Regions from separate parts of the Sus scrofa genome. Here region 1 is linked to region 2. Evidence: chromatin contacts called from public HiChIP or PLAC-seq data. All regions are on one chromosome and are shown on one strand. The core of a region is the stretch at or near the end of the contact, and the rest is flanking DNA. Distances in the headings are between cores, read along the strand shown. Region 1 has its middle 5.0 kb from the start of CA4. Region 2 overlaps USP32 (ubiquitin carboxyl-terminal hydrolase 32).

Evidence for each region. HiChIP or PLAC-seq counts read pairs in DNA pulled down with a chosen protein or histone mark.
Region 1: a contact with region 2 is called in an H3K27ac HiChIP or PLAC-seq map of alveolar macrophages. The contact joins two enhancer-like sites. A contact is called at or near these places in 1 of 47 Hi-C or Micro-C datasets (undifferentiated spermatogonia) and 1 of 2 datasets of contacts at active chromatin or transcription factors (alveolar macrophages).

Annotation. Positions count from the first base shown.
Region 1 is chr12:37,973,729-37,981,209 of Sscrofa11.1, forward strand. No RefSeq gene overlaps it. Among named protein-coding and RNA genes, the nearest start is that of CA4, 5.0 kb to the left of the region's middle. Within about 2 kb of position 1,678, at least 3 of the 83 cell types and tissues checked have an H3K27ac peak or open chromatin away from gene starts, as enhancers often do. A contact at or near this core is called in alveolar macrophages, where this site is marked.
Region 2 is chr12:37,781,101-37,788,553 of Sscrofa11.1, forward strand. It overlaps USP32 (ubiquitin carboxyl-terminal hydrolase 32), which reads left to right. Exons shown (of 35, transcript XM_021067306.1): 2 at 1-112. The coding sequence starts at 50. Among named protein-coding and RNA genes, the nearest start is that of USP32, 65 kb to the left of the region's middle. Within about 2 kb of position 2,736, at least 9 of the 83 cell types and tissues checked have an H3K27ac peak or open chromatin away from gene starts, as enhancers often do. A contact at or near this core is called in alveolar macrophages, where this site is marked.

The DNA of each region.
Region 1 (7,481 bases), core at 428-2,927, 190 kb after region 2:
AGGCCTGGCTGACTCTCTGCCACCCTCTGGCCCAGGATCACACGGCCTCAAGGAGCAGCTTTGATCCTCCGGAGAGGGGAGGAGGGGAATCCACATTAGGATTTTTTTCTTTAAATGGAGATTTGGGCTTTATCCCGTGATAAGAAGCATTTATGGCTTAGGAATCAGGTCCTATGCTTCCACCTGGAACATCTTCCTTTAGCAAACCTGGTGTCAGGTGACAGCGTCCCCCCCACCCCGCCCCCGCCGCGCGCGAGCGCACGTGCACGCGCGCGCGCGGCTGTTCACTGATGCTTAAGCCTGCAGGCAGGCTTAAGGCACTGAGCACCTACGTATACCTTCCCTTTGCTGGAGGGAGTTTCATCACCAGCCTGGGCATAGGACAGTCAAAGGAGGAATTCCATACCCCTGGGGCCTTTTTCTGGGGAGTGGATTTGTGTTCAGAAGACGGTAAAAAAATATATTTTAGGACTGGGGTGGGGAGGAGGCCTATTCCTGGGAAGATCTTTTTTAGGGGTCCCTGTAACCCCAAGCCTTCCCCCTGACAGGCAGGAGAGAGACTTGGAAACCTCTGGGGGCTTAAAGGGCTATTGAATGGTGACTTTTAGACCCACTTCAAAGTCCCTTTGGGGGAGTTCCTTTCATGGTTCAGCGGTTAACACACCCAACTAGGGTCCATGAGGACGCAGGTTCGATCCCTGGTTTCACTCGGTGGGTTAAGGATCTGGCGCTGCTGTGAGCTGTGGTGTAGGTCGAGACGTGGCTCGGATCCTGTGCTGCAGGCCAGCAGCTGTAGCTCCGATTTGCCCCCTAGTCTGGGAACTTCCATGTGCCATGGGTGTGACCCTAAAAAAGCAAAAAAAAAAAAAAAAAAAAAAAGAAAAGTCCCTTTGGGAAGAGAAGGAGGAAGCTGACATCTAAATAATCCAGCTCCCTTCCCCCCACTGTGTTTTGGGAGGAGAACCATGGCCTCGGTGGGGTGTCCCCTCTGGGGCCTGGGTGGTGTAGGAGTTAAGGATTGGCATTTCCTCGAGGATGCGTTTTCATCATAGGCACCACCAAGACTGCACATTTGTGACGCAGGAGGTCAGGGGGTGGCCCCTGCTCTATCCGTCAACTCTGGCTCCCTTTTTTCATTTTCTTTTTTTTTCTTTTTATGGCTGCACCTGTGGCACATGGAAGTTCCCAGGTGAGGGGTCTCATCGGAGCTGCTGCTGCTGCTGGCTGATGCCGCAGCCACAGCAACACCGGATCCGAGCCACCTTTGCCACCTACACCATAGCTCACAGCAATGCCAGATCCTTATCCTACTCAATGAGGCCAGGGATCGAACCCGCATCCTCTAAGACACTATGTTGGGCTCTTAACCTGCTGAGCCACAACAGGAACTCTGTCATCTCTGACTCCAATGTCACACAAGGCAGGCAACTTTGTGTTATCAAGTTTACCCAGCCTTATCTCCCAGCCCTGGACCCCTGTCCTGCCTGCCATAAACTTGTCACCTGTCACTGTCTGGGCCACCCTGGGGCCAGGCCTCCCGGAAGGGACCAGACCCCTCATTACAGCAGGGATCAGTAGATCAGGGATGGGCCCTAACACGTCTCGGTGACTTACAGTGTCCATAAAGCTGCCAGCCCAGGCCCAGCAGTCCCAGCCCTGCCACAGCCTCCTTCCTCTTACACCACACAGGGTCCCCGCGTGTCTTGCATTCAGGTTCCTGCTCTTCCTTTAACTCAGGGATGACCTTGGGCAACTTTCCGACTCCTCTCCGGTTGCAACTTCCTCATCTGTAAAGTAGATATGATAATATGATAACCCTGCCCTGCCAACCTCTGCCAATAAACCATATTGGGCCAGAGCCTGCCCAGCCCACACTTTCACAACCGGCTTCACGGTACCTGGGTGTAGCTGCTGGCCCATCGTGGATGCAGAAATGAATCATGGTTCTCATCCGCTGGCAATTTCCTCGCCGTGGCCCCGTCTGGAACAGGAGGGAGGCACTGGGGAAGCTAATGGAGCTTTGAGGCCAGACAAGCCTCATAACTCCTGGCTCTACCCACATGCTCTGTGACCTCAGTATAGCCTTGCTTTTCCTCAATTATGAAACAAAAACCATGTTTCTCTCTTCCTCGTAGGTTTCTGATGCTCAAAATTCATTGTGAGAATTCAGTGACTAACGCCTGAGTGTAGGGGCTAGTCTGGGCACATAAGCACATGTCATGCTGACCTCCAGATTGAGGTCCTATGACCTGGGTTGAACATGACCTGAACAGGTGTGGATGTGGCACTGGGTGGAAGGGGACACTGGGCTAGGCTCTGGGAGGCGCTCTGGCACATCCAGGCTCCACCTGGTCTCCCAAGACCTAAGGAGGGGGGAGGAAGGCTGAGGGGCAAGAAGGGTAGCCCCAACTGTGTGGACCCCCAAAAGATGAACTTCGGATTCAGCCTCTCCTGGGACTCTGATCGGCCTGGAGTGGAGGCACAAGGGAGCAGGACACTGCACTCCTGGTGTTCACAGGTCAGGGGCAGCCCCAGGACGTAGCCCTTACAGAAAAATACTGGGCTGGATTTTCCATTGTGGCTCGGTGGTAATGAACCTGACTAGGATCCACGAGGATGCAGGTTCGATCCCTGGCCTCGATCAGTGGGTTAAGGATCTGGCATTGCCATGAGCAGTGGTGTGGTTCGCAGATGTGGCTCGGATCTGGCGTTGCTGTGGCTGTGGTGTAGGCTGGAGGCTGTAGCTCCATTTCAACCCCTAGTCTGGGAACTTCCATATGCTGCAGGTGCAGCCCTAAAAAACAAACGAAAAATAGAAAGAGAGAGAGAAAGAAAGAAAACTTTGGAGCATCACCGCCACCCTGGATGCCCTTCCCCATCCCACACTCACCTTCACCCCCTCAGGCCCAGGGAGTGTCCTGGTCTAGAAAATGGGGTAGAGACTGTGCCTCCCTCTCGGGGGTGTGGTTAGGATTCAACGAGTTGGTGCCAGGTAAAGGGCCAGGTAGAGGTCCAAGCGCTTAGTAAGTGCTCAGTGAACCTCACCTGTTATGGGCAACAGTAACTGATGCCCATGATATTACAGGAGCCCAGAGGAGTGGCATCTGCCAGCCTAGGGCCGGGGAGTTGGGGAAGGCTTCCTGGAGGAGGTGAGATCCAGGCTGAGGACTGGGAGCTAAGTAGATGTTAACACAAAAAGAGAAGGGAGGAGTTCCCATCGTGGCACAGTGGAAACGAATCTGACTGGGAACCATGAGGTTGTGGGTTCGATCCCTGGCATGGCTCAAGTGGGTTAAGGATCTGGCGTTGCCCTGAGCTGTGGTGTAGGTTGGCAGCTACAGCTTCAATTGGACCCCTAGATTGGGACCCTCCAAGTGCCACGGGCGTGACCCTGAAAAGACAAAAACAAAAAACCCACATGTAAAACAAGTTTCAATCAATAGCCTGGGCTCCACCACTCCCAAACCTGGATCTCTGCCCTGTTCCAGCAGAGACAAGACAGGGCCTCTCCTGCCTTCATGTGTGGGAGCTGCAGGCCCGCCTCCCTGGTCCTGGGCATGGGGAGAGAGGGAGAACTGTCTCGGGGCAGCAGAGGGCCTTCTTCAGTAGAGAGATTGTCCAGACTTCTGAACTTCTGCCCCTGAACATTTTGAAATAATAAGAGTGATACCTGAAAGATGGTACTGGAATCTGGCTTCTTATTCACGGCAGTCGAAGAATGAATTTCGTGAACACACAGACAGCAAGCAAACAAAGTCTTTATTAAAGGAAAGCAGATGGCTCCCAGGGCTGCTGGAAAGGGGGAGAAGAGCCCCCTTTCTCTATTGTCCTGTAGGGGTTTTTATTCCTTAAAGGTGGGGAGGGTACCAACACGGGGGCCAGAAAGGATGTGTTTTTTTTTTTCTCCCATTGGCCTTGCTCAGTTACCCATATCAGTCCTTGTCCAAGAGGGTCTTGGGGGAGGAAATGCCCTGTAAGTCTCACAGTTTCTTTGTCCTTCTCTTCCTGTAAACTGGTAAACTGAGTCACAGGGGTTAGGGATTAATGTGCATCTGGGCATAGGTACACTCCCTACAGTAAACAAGGCCTGTGGGGATGTTACTCCCTGGAGCCCTTAAGCCACAAATGTTATTCCATGGTCACAGTCAAAGAATGTATGGAAGCTCATGCTCCTACACTGACTACCTGGGTTAATATTCTACCTCAAGAGCAGCAAGAAGCATGGAATACTTCAGCAATGGAGATAACATAGCTTCTGTTCTTGCCCTGCAGAGAGTTCAGGAAAACACCCCCTTGGCTGTCTCCTCCCTTCTCTGTGTCTCAGCCAAAGGAGTCCAGGGTCAGACCAGCAGGAGGCTGGGATCAGAGCTGCTTGGGATTTTCCAGTGTAATATTCATATATTCTTCTGGTTTGCAGTGGAAGGACCTCTAAAGAGGGTGATTAGGGTGGAGCCACGTGGGGAAAAAGAGGGAAAAACCTTGGGGGGAAAGGGAACTCTCCCTCCTTGGTTAATACTTTGTCAACGTGAAGAGAACAGGCTCTTTTATTTTTTTATTTATTTTTTTTTATTTTTTATTTATTTATTTATTTATTTTTGTCTTTTGTCTTTTGTCTTTTGTTGTTGTTGTTGTTGCTATTTCTTGGGCCGCTCCCACGGCATATGGAGGTTCCCAGGCTAGGGGTCTAATCGGAGCTGTAGCCACCGGCCTACGCCAGAGCCACAGCAATGCGGGATCCGAGCCGCGTCTGCAACCTACACCACAGCTCACGGCAACGCCGGATCGTTAACCCACTGAGCAAGGGCAGGGACCGAACCCGCAACCTCATGGTTCCTAGTCGGATTCGTTAACCACTGCGCCACAGAGGAAGCTCTCCTTGTAATCTTTATCTATATGTAAAACACTGTTGACATAGGGAACTAGTTAATGTACTGCTTTTTAACCTTCACCTTTCAGTGTAGACATGAGTTCATGTTACCTCACAGCCTCTGCAACTGTCATTTTGTGGTTCCACAGTGTACAGGGGCTGTGTCATCAGCTTACTTTCCATTGTCAATTACACGGCAGGGAACATCGTCCCACTGGCTGGGCCACTGGCTGGGGAGGGAAAACAGGGTTCCCAGACCCTCTGTCCAGCTCCTCACTGAAACCAACTACCATCAGTTTATGAAAATCATTTGGAGGTAGGTTTAAGTGCCCAAGGGAAGCCCCCAGAGGCCAGTTAAAGAATCTAAGTCAGGAAAAAAAAAAAAAAGGAGTCCCTGTTGTGGCTCAGTGGAAATGAACCTGACCAGCATCCACAAGGACACGGGCTCAATCCCTGGCCTCTCAGCAGGTTAAGGATCCGGCATTGCCATAAGCTGTGGCCTAGGGCGGTGGCTACAGCTCAGATTCGACCCCTACCTAGCCTGGGAACTTCCATGTGCCGTGGGTGTGGCCCTAAAAAGACGGGAAAAAAAAAAAAAAGAATCTGAGTCAGGAACTCTAACTCTTTGACTTTTAAAGTACTTGAGGCGTTCCCCTCGTGGCTCAGCAGTAACGAACCACACTAGCATCCATGAGGACCTGGGTTGGATCCCTGTCCTTGCTCAGTGGGCTAGGGATCTGGCGTTGCTGTGAGCTGTGGTGTAGACCTCAGAGGAGGCTTGGATCCTGGGTGGCTGTGGCTGTGGCGTAGGCTGGCAGCTGCAGCTCCGATTGGACCCCTAGCCTGGGAGTTTCCACATGCCCTGAGTGTGGCCCTAAAAAGGCAATAAATAAATAGTACTTGTAAGAGAGGGGTTGTGAAGGGGGTTAGAGTTAAGGAGATAAGGAAGGTGTCTGTAACTTTGCAGGGTAGAGACGGTGTGAGGAAAACATACGTGCCTGTGAGTACTGCCGCCTATGGGTGCGTTTGCACAACAGCGCCCCCTGCTGTCCCTGCTCCTCCAACTGTTCCCGGCCTTTTACAGTTCTTCCCCCCATCTTTCTATGGATTAGACTGTCTTTCCCTCGTGTTTCTTGTTCAGTTGTGGGGAGCATGTCATTTAGTGTTGATAATAAAACAGCATTCAGAGTTGAAAAACAATTCTTTAGGTCCACTCTATACCTCATACCCAGACCTTTCGCTCTGTTAAAAAGCAAATTCAAGGAAGTTCCCGTTGTGGCTCGGTGGGTTAAGAACCCAACTAGTATCCATGAGGATGCGGGTTCCATCCCTGGCCTTGCTCCGTGAGTTAAAAATCCCGTGTCGCAGCAAGCTGCGTTGTAGGTCGAAGATATTGCTCGGATCTGGCGTTGTTGTGGCTGTGGCATAGGCAGGCAGCTGCAGATCTGATTCAACCTCTAGCCTGGGAACTTGCATATGCCACAGTGCAGTCCTAAAAAGGCTAAGAAAAAAAAATTGACTGAGAAAATTTTAAAGATTTTATTAATTTCATTCAATGCTTCATGAATTGGGCAGGATCCAATCTAGCAGATGAAAAGGAGCTCTGAGGACCTGTACAAAACAAAGGACTTGTATAGGTAGAGGGAGTGGGAAGAAGGAAGTTATACTAGACTAAAAAACAGCAGATTGGTTATAGCAAGGTTACTGTCCATTAGGGACTGGCAGATTACCAATTAGGAGATTACCCCCCCCTTCTTGGATGCAGCCATAGTATGCAGAAGTTCCCAGGCTGGAGTTCCCGTCATGGCTCAATGGTTAACGAATCCGACTAGGAACCATGAGGTTGCAGGTTCGATCCCTGGCCTCGCTCAGTGGGTTAAGGATCCAGCATTGCCGTGAGCTGTGGTGTAGGTCGCAGACACGGCTCGTATCTGGCGTTGCTGTGGCTCTGGCGTAGGCTGGCAGCTACAGCTCTGATTAGACCCCTAGCCTGGGAACCTCCATGTGCCGCAGGTGCCACCCTAGAAAAGACAAGAAAAAAAAAAAGATGTTCCCAGGCCAAAGGTTAAACTTGAGCCACAGCCGTGGCCCCAACTACATCAGTGACACCAGGTCCTTAACCCGCTGAGCCACCAGGGAACTCCTAGTTAAGTGATTCCTGATTGACTGGTTTAATATTCCATTTGGGGGAGAGCTGAAACTGTAATTAAGCCTCTGTTGGGTGATGTGGGGCTTAGCATATGTGAGCCCATTTGTCTTGTTTTTACCAGCCCACTTCAGGAGACTTCCAGGACACCTGATTTGATGTCAAAGAGGAAACAGACAAGAAACTGAAAATGTGGAAGCAAGTCCTCTAAAGATCCCATGTAGCCACTTCCTTCAGGAAGTGACTCACTGGCCCTGATTCCCCCAAGCCCTAGGGAGAGATGGAGGTGTCGGAGCTTTATCTAGAAGCTGAGATTTAGCAAGGCTACATAGGTAGTTCACCTCTCACCTCTGATAAGGGCTACACGTGTGTACCTGGGAGATGGTTAGATCAGTCCACCCTGCCTCTCCTCTTATTATGGCAACAGAGGAAGGGAGCAGACAGCGGTTCTACTCTAGTGAGTAACCC
Region 2 (7,453 bases), core at 1,486-3,985:
GAAACGACTGAAAGATGCCTTCAAGAGAACCTGTGGACTCTCCTATTACATGGGCCAGCACTGCTTCATCAGGGAAGTGCTTGGGGACGGAGTGCCTCCAAAAGTTGCTGAGGTAATCTTTATGTTCTAGGCTTGCCTTTGAGTCTTGAGAGCTCTCCTGGTCTTGACAGATTTAATCTTCTGTACAGTTAGTTTCCTTGCTGAGTAACTAAACAGCTCTAGTTTTCAGTGTCAATATAACTGTGTTCTCAGAGGCCAAATGGGACTACTGCAGAGCTGCAGTTCTGCTTCTTGTGTTCTGAGCTTTTATAGCCACTGGTTGTAATCATGGGACCATGTATATGACTGGCTTGTTATGCTTATAAACTTTATCATTCTGACATATAATTTTTTATGTTGGGAGTTTTTTTTGTTTTATGTTTTTTGTTTCTTCGCTTTTTAGGACTGCACCTGTAGCGTATGGAGGTTCCCAGGCTAGGGGTTATATTGGAGCTGTAGCTGCCAATCTACGCCACAGCCACAGAAACAGCAACACAGGATCCAAGCTGTGTCTGCAACTTACACCATAGCTCCTGGCAATGCCGGATCCCTAACCCACTGAGCAAGGCCAGGGGTCAAACCCGCAACCTCATGGTTCCTAGTCGGATTCGTTAACCACTGAGCCACAACAGGAATTTCTGGAAGTTATTTTTATAAATTTTTGAGTTTAAAATTTTCCAATATAGTAAAATGTAATTAAATCAGTTTTCTACAATTAAATGTTGTATATGAAACACTGGATTATTGTAACTTGTAAAGGCTTACTTAAATTGTACTAAATTTTTTTTGGTAGATGTAAAATAAGCTACGTTGATATAAGTATCCCCTTTCTAACATTTAATTCACTATTTTATAGATATGTCTGGAGATATGTTATTATGTTGTTCTAAAGGCGAAATGAGAATAAAATTAATAAAACTGAAAATTATCGTAAGAATTTTAAGCTTGGTGTGTTTCATAAAACTTCAGTTCGCCATTCCTAATTAATGACAGTTGTTATTTCTGACCTGTGCTGTGTATTTTTTTGAACCTTATGGCTTACATAATATGGAAATTACATTTATTGCTTTTTTGTGTGTGTTAATCTTTTTGGTGGGAATATATGTTGCATTAATTCTATTATATGTGTTCCTGTGCAAAGTTATATACTTTCTTGTTCAGTCATTATTTCAGATTTATGACAGAATTAGTTTTTTCCTAATACTGTTTATTGGGTTCTTTTTTTTTTCCTCTGAATTCCTCTTCCTATTTTCTATTTTATCTTTTTGTCTTAAATGCTACTATAATATAAAAATTTGAAATTTAGAATTTTTCATTTTAAGATATAACTAGGAGTTTAATGAGATAATATGTTGCTGGTTAGAGGAAGGGATTTAAACTGAATCCTTAATAATTAAAACAAGATGCTTCCAAATTCAAATATATACTGACTTAAGCCTTTCTTTCCCCACAGCTTCTCTTCTTCCTTAAAGTCAAAACTGACAGATAGTGTAATTTGTGGTGCTGGGAAAACTTAGGTCAGAATATCGGACGTTGTTTTTGGATGAATAAGATTTACATGTGCACATCTACATACCTACTAACAGATATCCAATTAGGCCCTTGTTTCTTTGTGTCTTTTTGTTCTTGAGTTGTAAGAGTTTTTATATATTCTAGATACAGATCTCTTTTAAGATCCATGATTTGCAAATAATTTCTCCCATTCTGTAATTTTGCTCTCTTGATGGTGTTCTTTGAAACATAAAACCTTAAAAATTTGATGAAGTCTAGTTTACCTATTTTTCCTTTTATCACTTTTCTTTTTGGGGTTGTGTCCAGGAAACCATTGCCTAACCCACGGTCACAAAGATTTGCTCTTCTGTTTCTTTCTAAGAATTGTAGCTCTTACCTTTAGGTCTCATCCATTTAGTGCTAATTTTTGTGTATGGTGTGATGAGTCCAACTTCATTCCTTTTTTTTTAGTGGTAACTTTTACATATGTACTTTTGTTTGTTTGTTTGTTTAGGGCCCCACTTGTGACATATGGAAGTTCCAGGATAGGGGCTGAATTGGAGTTACAGCTGCTGGCCTACGCCATAGCCACAGCAACGAGGGATCTGAGCCGTGTCTGTGACCTATATCACAGATCATGGCAACCCCGGATCCTTAACCCACTGGGCGAGGCCAGAGATCAAACCCGCAACCTCATGGGTACTAGTTGGTTGAGCCATAACAGAAGTTTCCCAACTTCATTATTTTGAAAATAGTACTTTGGTTGGTAACAAGTACAAACTCCTACTGCTTGCTGCATGACAGGCCAACAAATCAAAAGATGAGTTGTTGGGGCAAGGAGTAGTGACTTTATTTGGAAATCTAACAGACCGAGAAGGTAGTAGACTGGTGTCCCAAAGAACCATCTTATCTAAGTTAGAATTCAGGCCTCTTTTACGTTAAAGGGGGAGAGGGTGTGGCTGGTTGTTGCAAGCTTCTTGGTGCCAAACCCTTTCCCAGTTCTTGAAAGCTGTCCATGTAGATCTGACCACAATATACCTACAAACTTCCTGTAAGAAAACTGTTTTTCTCTGTTCTGCAACTTTTTGTCTCTAAATGAATATAAAAGTGGTATACCTTTAAAGGTCAGAGCCTTGAGAGTGGCCTATCCTATGTGTTTCAGGCTATAGGCAACATTCTTTTACAAAAGGAGCAGAGCCAGCATGACTATTCACAAGCGACAGAGTACAAAGGTTAGAGCTAAAGGAACACATTCAATATAGAATCAGGTGTTCTTTCCTGTTACAATCCTAGCACTGTTGGTTAAAAAGATTATTCTTTCCCATTGGATTGTCTTATCAGTCTTCTTGAAAATCATTGACCATAAGCATAAGGTTTTATTTCTGGATTCTTGATTCCATTCCATTGATTTCTGTGTCTGTTCTTACATCAGTATCACATTGCCTTGATTATTCTAACTTTCTAATAAGTTTTAAAATCAGAAAGTGTCATTTCTCCAGCTTTCTTCTTTTTCTCTATCTATTTGGGATCCCTTGCATTTACATGTGAATTTTAGGATCAGCTCTTCAATTTCTACAAAAGAAGCAACAGATTTTGATAGGAGTTGCATTTAATCAGTAGATTGATTTGGGAAGTATTGTCATTTTAACAATAGTTAAGTGTTCTGATTCATGAAATTAGAATTCCTTTCCATTTATTTAGATTTTTAATTTCTTTCAGTGATGTTTAAAGTTTTCAGCATACAAGTCAGATGTCCATCAACAGAACAAAATGTGGTATATCCATACAGTGGAATATTGTTAATAAAAAATGAAGTTTTCTGGTAATGCATGGATGAACCTCCAAAACATTTTATGTCAAAGAAGCCAAACACTAAAGACCTCATTTATTTATTTTTTTTGTCCTTTTAGGGCCTCACCCACGGCATATGGAGGATCCAGGCTAGGGGTCGAATCAGAACTGTTGCTGCCAGCCTACACCACAGCTCACAGCAGCACCAGATCCTTAAGCCACTGAGCAAGACCAGGGATCGAACCCGCAACCCGAAACCTCATGGTTCCCAGTTAATTCATTTCCGCTGCGCCTCAATGGGAACTCCAAGACCTCATTTTTTTTTTTTTTGGAATGCTTAATTTTTTATTTATAAAAAATATAAAAAATCACTTTTTATAATCAGGAAAAAGGTTTTAACTGTTTGTCTTCTGAGAAGCAACCAAAGCTATTATCAGTGAAAAATTCATTGCCTTTAATACTAGAATTACTAAACATAGAAAATGAAGGAGTTCCTTTGTGGCTTAGTGGTTTAAGGATCTGGCATTGTCACTGCTGTGGCTCTGGTTACAGCTGTGGCATGGGTTTGATCCCTAGGTTGGGAACTTCTAAATGCCAGAAACACAGCAGAAAAAAAAAAAAAAAAAAAAAAAAAAAAAAGGAAATGTAAGAGTAGGTTTCATGGTGGTTTCGAAATAAATGTACATAAGCAAAAAGTAATTAAAAAAGCACAATTAGATGTATAAGGACAAATAAAAGGAGATGGGTTAGTTTTAATACCTAACTAGAGTCATAACCTATCGTGGGAAGGACATCTAGTATCTTTCTTGTTATGCTTCTGTGGAAAAGTGTGGTTAAGAACCTCATGTTTTTTTATTCCATTTGTATGAAATGGCTGGGATAGCCAAATCTATAGAGACAAGAAATAGATTAGTAGCACTTTGTTAAAACGTTAGCTGATTTTTTTTTTTTTTTTTTTTTTTTTTTTTTTTTACTCGTATAGGAGCTGCTTCTTCCTGCTATTGTTTTAGAGGAATCTCTCCTTCTTGGGCTATCAGATACAGATTGCCCTATTATCTCAGCCCTTAGATAGGCTCAAGAAATATAATACAATAGTTAAATGGCTTTTTGTTGTTGTTGTTTTTAGTGTCATTTAGTGAAACTGAAAGCACATATGTCTTGAATCCAGCTAGAACCCAGGTTGGGACTTGATCCCATGTGCTGGGACTAAAACCTAGCCAGAACTCAGACTGGGACTTGAACACACAATTTTTCACACCCCTGGTGTCTGGATTTACTGAGGTTCAGGTTCTTTGTGCCTCAGCCCAGAAGGAATTCAGTGAGAGACAAAGTGATAGGCAAGAAATAGATTTATTAAGATAGGACGAGGAATTCCTTAGCTGAAACAAATCTGACTGGCATCTATAAGATGCAGTTTCAATCCCTGGCTTTGCTCAGTGGAGATTAAGAATCCCGCCTTGCTATGGCTGTGGCTGTAGGCCAGCAGCTACAGCTCCGATTCCACTGCTAACCTGGGAACCTCCATATGCTGTGTGCAGCCCTATTTAAAACAAAATGATTGGATGCTTGTGAGAGATGCAAGCAGCCAGGCAAGGAAGCTCTACCTTCAGAATTAGGTGGGCTACAGTTTTATAATCCAAGGGGAGTGGGGGATGGGAAAAGACCACCTCTTCCTTCTTAGTAGCTCCTCCTTGGTATCAGGTAAGAGATTATTTGACCCTATGAGGTCAAACTAGGACTGTCACGGTGCTTATTCAAGTCAGCAAAAGGGTGGTCCTTAAACTCCTGCCCTAGGCCTGAACCTGGATGCCGCAGTAATCTATGCCCGACCCAGTGACTTGAGGCATATCTCGCACCTCTGCTAGTCCAGTAAGCTTGCCTTGTTCTGATGGCTTTCTTGAGCAATCATTAACTTAGAGTGATCTCCCAAAGTCTCCCTAGGTTTCCCTCTCTATCCGTGGTCCCTTATTGGGACTTCCACAACTACCTGTGTAACTATCCTACTCCATCCCTATCGTTAAGAATGACATTCTTTCAGGCTTTCTGCATTTAAGGTGGAAGTAGAACTCTGTGGAGCATCATTTTTATGTCAATGTTTCATAAATTTCATTTCACCCAAAAGTGTTTAAAGAGTCTCTATCTTTTGGACTATCTGTTAAGAGTAATCATTGGCTAGAATAAAGCAACTCTTTTAGAAGGGCGATCTTAATTTTACTTGTGTGTGTGTTTTTTTTTAGCTGTTTAGGGCTGCACCAGCAGCGTATGGAGATTCTCAGGCTAGGAGTCCAATAGGAGCTACAGCCACAGCAACGCAGGACCTGATCCAAGTCTTAGACCTACACCATAGCTCACAGCAACACCATATTCTCAACCCACTGACCGAGGCCAGGGATGGAACCCACAACCTCATGGTTCCTAGTCAGATTCGTTTCCGCTGTGCCGTGACGGGAACTCCAAGAATGATCTTAATTTTAAATTGTAAAATCCACCATGATAGTTTTAAATTTCAGTTTCATTGTAGTTAACACTTTTTGTGTGTTAACATTAGCACGATATTAAACACAAATAGAAATTTTACAAATCCCTTTAGTAGATAGATTTTCTCACCTTTTGTGTGTACTTGGGAAAGGGAAAGAATTTATGAGTATGCTTCATCTTTGTAGAGTACAGTTATTTGCTGAAGGGGAAGGATACTGGTTTATAGTCTTTCTCTCTAACTAGAATCTGTATAATATCTGTAAGTCTTTATCTTAACTGTATCACTTGTTCACAGCGTAAATTCATGCTAATTCTTTTTCTTTTTTTTTCTTTTATTTTTTTTTTTTGCTTTTTAGGGCCGCACCCACTGCATTTGGAGGTTCCCAGGCTAAAGGTTGAATCAGAGTTGTAGCTGCTGGCCTACACCACAGCTCATGGCAACGCCGGATCCACTGAGCGAGGCCAGGGATTGAACCTGCATCCTCATGGATGCTAGTCAGATTTTTTAACTACTGAGCCACGATGGGAACTCCATGCTCATTCTTAAATTTAATTTTTTTTTTAGTATTTCTCTTTGTAAGACTAGACAATAAAAAGATTCCTAGGGCGTTATTAGATGAAGATAGTAACAGATATCACTCTCCTAAAGTTACATATGGACTTTAAACAGATATGCATGATTGTCTTGATAGTTCTTAACTGACAAGTTTTATCCTAGAGCAATTTTTAGACAGTTTCAAAAACTATTGAAATAAAGAGTTTATAGTAGAAGAGCTGACATGTCATTAAGCATAATGGATCTAGTGAACTCCTTGTATAAAACATTACATCAAGTATGTTACTTGAAGTACGAATGTTCTAAGTGGTATGTCAGATGTCAGAGAAGTCATCCACTTATATTAGTACTAAAAATACTCTTACAGGAGTTCCTGTCATGGCTCAGTGGTTAACGAATCTGACTAGGAACCATGAAGTTGCAGGTTCGATCCCTGACCTTGCTCAGGTTAAGGATCTCCAGTTGCTGTGGCTGTGGTGTAGGCCGGTGGCTATAGCTCCGATTAGACCCCTAGGCTGGGAACCTCCATATGCTGCGGGAGCGGCCCTAGAAAAGGCAAAAAGACAAAAAAAAAAAAAAAAACCACCTCTTATAGAAAATAACTTATGCGTAATCACTTGTTTTGAATACGTGGTATATGAAATAAGCTACTGTCATGACTGGTATGGTAAATTATAAAAATTATTGGTATCCTGGAGTTGCGGTGCAGTGGGTTAAAGGTCCAGCATTGTCACTGCACTGGTTTGGGTCACTGCTGTGGTGCACATTTGATCTCTGGCCTAATCGCTTCCCCATGCTGCAAGTGTGGCCAGAAAAATTAATAAGTGGTATCCTTTTCAAAATTTTTCAAGTCATTCTTTTTTTTTTTTTTTTAATTGTATGGCTGCTCCTGTGGGGCAGGCCAGGGATTGAATCCAGTCCACAGCTGACACCTATGTTTTTTTTAACACACTGTACCAGACTGGGGAACCTCTGCAGCAACCCAAGCCACTGTGATCTGATTCTTAACCCACTGTGCCATGGTGGGAGCTCCATTTTTCAAGTCATTCTTGATAAGGTACTTCTATCCAATAGTATATTTATTAATTAGTATTGTAA